Regions from separate parts of the Triticum aestivum genome. Here region 2 is linked to region 1. A link is a contact called in public Hi-C data. All regions are on one chromosome and are shown on one strand. The core of a region is the stretch at or near the end of the contact, and the rest is flanking DNA. Distances in the headings are between cores, read along the strand shown. Region 1 holds the start of LOC123120456 (WAS/WASL-interacting protein family member 1). Region 2 holds the start of LOC123120329.

Evidence for each region. A called contact is a pair of places that touch in the nucleus more often than the background predicts.
Region 2: a contact with region 1 is called in a Hi-C map of leaf, with 5 times the contacts expected there. The contact joins the promoter of LOC123120329 here to the promoter of LOC123120456 in region 1. A contact is called at or near these places in 2 of 5 Hi-C or Micro-C datasets (both in leaf).

Annotation. Positions count from the first base shown.
Region 1 is chr5D:230,528,017-230,530,716 of IWGSC CS RefSeq v2.1, forward strand. It overlaps LOC123120456 (WAS/WASL-interacting protein family member 1), which reads right to left and starts at 1,436. Exons shown (of 6, transcript XM_044540450.1): 1 at 1,408-1,436; 2 at 1,215-1,290; 3 at 964-997; 4 at 15-100. The coding sequence starts at 1,436.
Region 2 is chr5D:230,985,623-230,988,322 of IWGSC CS RefSeq v2.1, forward strand. LOC123120329 reads left to right here and starts at 1,295. Exons shown (of 4, transcript XM_044540299.1): 1 at 1,295-1,654; 2 at 1,727-2,122; 3 at 2,529-2,700. The coding sequence starts at 1,626.

The DNA.
Region 1 (2,700 bases), core at 186-2,685:
AAATCCGCACAAACGGCGCCGGCACCGTCGTATGTCCAGAGCTTGCGAACCTGCAAACAAAGCGTCACGCGGCTACCGAAACAGGATACCGTCACCATACCTGCAGCATTTGTTAGATCAATGCTAAGTAATTCATGCATCGACCAAGTAATTCTTGCATCGAGACATGTATTCATCCTCCATTTATTAACCAGCTAGCTTTCTTCTCCATGGTAGCCCCAGACAACAATCGTAGGGCTACAAGAACTCAAGATGGTTTCCTTGAGGAACTTATGCTCCGGTCATGCAAGCCATTTACAAGGCCGGCGAGCTCCTGGCCTCCGGCCGCGACGGCGCCGTGCGTTTCAATTTCACATGCACGCTGACAGCTGAGCTGGCCGGCGCGGCCAGCCGGAGGACCGCCGTTCTTCCGACGTCGTTACAATTTTTGTTTTTGATTAATAACATAATTAAGGCAGACCAAAGAGAGCCTTTGGATTGAAACCGACGGTGGATTTTGAGAGCAACAACATGCGTACAGTAATAACATTACTGTAGAGGAGCCGACCCACCCAATATATATAGGGAAAATCCATCCTACCACCCGGTGGTAGTTACCCCACATGTCATATATACTACCGGTAGTATATATTCTACTTCATCATTATAAGTATGTTCATATACTATATATAAGATACTCTAAAGTGAGTTACATGAAAAAATTGCAAGTTGATCCATGTTTTTACTATATTTGTGAAATACGTACATATTTGTACGTAAAAAGGAGCATACTCAAAATACGATATATACAAAAAAGTAGTATATATACTACCTTAACATTTTTATATACTACATACTATGCGTACATACTCTCCGATTTGATAAATACTACATACAACATACAAAACTTAAATGGTGGTAACTACCACCGGTGGTAGATAAAAATTGTCCTATCTTCTATATCTAAATAGGAGCCCCCATTACCTGATTTTCCTCGCTTCGCGCGCAGCCACGTCACCTGAATTATTATTAGCCATTCCATCAACTATGAACGCAATCAGCTGTCGTGCGCTAACTCTCGCTGCCTTCCCCGACTTCCAACGATTGGACTGCACGTGGGTTGCCTGAGCTGTATGTGGGCTGTGTTTGCTGCTGCCGCACATGGGCCTTGATTCAATGTTAGGCATGTGGGCTGTATAGCCCATGGGGGTCAACCGCCGCACTAGGTCACTCACGGTCACCATCTTCTCCGATGTGAACCATGAATCATCCTCGCTGTTATCTCTTCCGCTGCCACGGCTGAATATCTCCCTGGCGCAAATGCACATGAAACTGCAACGTTCATCGCGCCTCATTACTTCGCCCTCTGTTATTACCAAAAGAAAAGGCTAGATTAAACGGCGCGACCACGGCCTTCCGTATACAAACCTATCTCTGCTACCAACTTCTCGCACCATCGCTGCTTCTCCGTATGGGTCGCGACGCGGTTCTGTTGCCGAGCACCCACATCGTCGTGGACGGTATGCCGTTGTTGCACCCCATTGCTCTGCTCTGAATCTGCACCCGCATGCCAGCCGGTTTTTGTCGCCTTCCGATGTCTCTTTGATTGTGGGGACACAGGAGAGATCGCCGTTCCGTTGCCGGAGCTGGATACCAGAATCCCGGATCGTCGAGGAAGTGCACAACTGCTGAGGCGTCGGAACGTTTTTGCTATGCGCCTGCCGTTGCCGTCGGTGAGGATGAGAGGTGGGGAATTCGACTCAATCAGTAAACATGACTTCCAAATTTACTCCACGTTTGGGGCTAGCGCATCATCTCTGTGTGGCAGGTCGTTCCGGTTTTGCCTTTCCGGTCACTTCCCAGTCCCTACTCTATAATTTGCAACATCTGCTCCACACACCTTCGACACTCTCTGGTCCAGGCTTATAAGCTCTATGTGCTCCCACATGGACTTCATGGAGATGCTCTTTCACTTGGACATAAGGTAGAAGATATCATTTTAGATTGTTAATGCAATTTTGATTTACTATTTCCCATCCGTCTCACAAAAATGCTTCATTGCTAATATATGTCTCTGATTTTCCATGCATTTTCAGCATTGGAGATGCTCTTTCACTTGGACATAAGGCAACATATATCATTTTAAATTATACAGTGTGATTTTGATTTGTACCCTGTCCATGCCTTGGCAAAATGCACCCTGTTATATTTATAGCAGAATGTGGCAAACATTTCAATATATACGTTCTTTCATTGCTTATCTGATAAGAATCGGCTCTAGAAGCCCAGGTCAGTGCTTTGATGTTTAAAGAATTATTACATGTTCATAATGTGATCTAATGTTATATCTTATAATTTTTTGATCTGCTATTGGTTTCAGAACTAAATGTAAGATTGGTTCCGTCCATGCAGCAGAGGAAAATTTTGCAAGTAGTTCCATGCAATAAACATTGGTGGCCACCCACTCATTATTTGTTTGTTAGACCCCATGACTGAATTGAGACTTCTTCCCACTGATTTGCTGGAGATTCCTTATGCAATTGTAATGCTCAATGTAGCCGCTTGATGCTTTTGGGTACGCCGTGCTTTGCAACTGTTTGATGCTTAAACACACTTCAGTTAGATTTACTTGGTTTTCTTATAAATGTGGTTAATGCAGTTCCAAACTAATATTTATGGTTAGCTATATCGATTCCAAGTTTCTGTATGAACTTTTTCTTT
Region 2 (2,700 bases), core at 45-2,544, 460 kb after region 1:
AATGATGACATGATGAAATGCAACAAACAAACAAATAACACAGCTGGCACGCAAAACATGGAAGGCAACTGGAGCGTCGGTGTTGGGGCGTCACACAAGTAGCAGGCACCCATAGCGGATCTTGAACAATATGCGTGTGTCTGTGTGCCCCAAGAAGCATTGAGTGTTTCCACATGGGGATGGATGCACCACGAGTAATTTATTTTGCTTTTAGAGAAAAAATGTAAATTACAGTAATTTTGCTAGTGTATTAAAATGTAAAAAACATTGATGTATTTGTTGTCGCGGGGAAACTAGACATAATGTTGACATGTTTTGGTTGAACTTTCCAAAACTATTTTTTATTGGATCTACTATGTACGTCAAATGCTTCAGCTAAATATTTCTTTTGACACATGTTTCCATTTTATTATTTGCAATAAATTAGAAGCACCAAATACGTAGTAATTCATCTTAATCATATCAAGAGGTCCGTTGTTGTTGAATCAAGCCTTCCAATGGATGATCAGCTCACACTCTTAACAATTTTCAACCCTAACCCCTAACTGCTTTTGCGTTGTTTCCTCTATTGGCTTTGTCAACCCTTTCTCATGTTTTTTACCACTCCAACGAGGTTTTTACACTCCTTTCCATTTTCATTGTCATGCCATCTTCACTAGCAACTCATTCCGTCCCATTATCTCGTTACCGACTCTGCCTCGAACTCCATTGACAATCAGCATTGCAAGAAATCATTCGTGCTCAAGTGAAAAGGTCTAATCCCTTGAGGTACAATATGATGTCTTAACAATGGATCCATGATGGGAGCATCTCAATATGGTAAGCGTTATTAAAGTTTGTCACGGAGAATATGTGATGATGTGATAGAAAAAAATGTCGAGCGAGAACACTATTAACATGTGTGCAACTAAGACCCTGTTTGTTTGGGGTTTTGCTTCAGCTTTTCCACTTAAAAAGCCCCTATTAGGAGCTTTTGTGGGTTTTTTTTTTGTTAAAATGGAAAAGTTGGAAAGGCTGAAGTAAAAGCCCAAACAAACGAGGCCTTGCACAAGTCTTTCAAAAATATATTAAGAGTTGGACGCATCGGTAACTACAAGCTTTAAGCTACAAACATTTTTATAATGATTTGAGGATTGCTCACCACATCTGCCACTCGGTTTTCTATTCTCGCCAAAAAAACTTATTGATTATTGGGTGATGATATGGTTAATTTTGAAAACAAAGTACACACAAATTTCAATACTGGAAATGCTCTGAATAAGACGGGCATCGGCCCATCTAAGCTACCGGACCGGACCCAGCCACGAGCCTCGGTCGTTTTCTGCCGCAGCGACCCACCCCGGCTGCACCCCCGCAAACCCTCGTCGACTGTTCTCCGCCCGCCGATGAGGCGAACCACTTCGCCGCCGGCGTCTTGGCCCGCTGTCGGCGTTAGCTTCCGCCTCCTAAGGCAGCGCCGCCAGTGCCCGTGCTGACTGCAGCGCAGAAGGCGTTCTGCTCAAACCCGGCGCCCCCCTACCGAGGACGCTCCCCCAAACCCTCGCCGGCCGCTGTAACTTCTCTTTGCACCACATATCCCCTTCGTCCTCGTCTCCATCCATCTGCACTGAGAGTGAATTAGGGCAATGGAGTTCTCCGTCGAGGAGGAACCGAGGTTAGCACATGGCATTGCATGAGTGATTCCTTTGCCTTTATTCCCCATTTTGCTTATTTCATTTTGGCACAGGTCGGGCGCGCCCCTGGCACTCGGGCTCGGGGAGGACGCCATGGAGGCGGTAAGGAGAGCTTTCCCGGGTCAGGATTTTGCTATTGATGTGGTGAACCGAGCTTTCGGTTGGCGGAATCCGGAGGAGCGCAGCCAACAAGATTCCTCTGCCTGTGGTATCAGTGGAGCATGTACATCGGAAAAGCGTGTGGATTTGGAGCAGGTGGAGAACGCTGGGAAGAGCTGTGCGCAACAGGATCCCTCTGCCTCAGAAATGCAGTTGAGATCTCAGGAAGCGGAGCAAGCCGGTCAGCGCTGCGATGCCCCTCCCGCACCTGCAGACGTAGGCGCTGAAGCCGGTGGGCCTCCCGCACCTGCAGACGTAGGCGCTGAAGCCGGCGGGGGCTGGAACCGCAGGTATGCCAAGGTTGACCTTGAGGCCGCTGCACATTCCAAGTCCACTGGATATATTGTTCGTTGTTACTCGTTGTGGAACTAGTTGTGGAAGGTGTCTGTGTTCTGTATTCTTCGGTATTACTGTTTATGTTTGTAAGTAGCAAAGTTGATTGGTTGCCACAAACCATGATGCATATGAAACCAGGAATACTAGCGCATCCTATTTGTTCCGTTCTATCTGACGAATTGCTGCTCAACAAATATCAACAGGCCCACTTGGTTGCCCCCATCCCTAGTGGTTTGAATTATTTTTAGAAAATTCGACGATGCACACCGATGTAGGATTCTATGGCATTGCAATGAGAAAGTGCTTAATGCTGTATCAACATGCAACAAAGCCATAACTCTTGCTTCTTATTGGACTCAGGGTTAGGCGAGGCCGTATCCCAGATGAACGGGAACCAGATGCCCAGCGAGTAAGTGCGCTAGAGAAGGCATTGACTGGCTTCGCGGAGAGGCAGACTGATGTTGTTGTTAATCCAACAGTGGGGACCTGCTTTGATTCGATTACAGAGGCATATGATTTTTATAACCTCTAT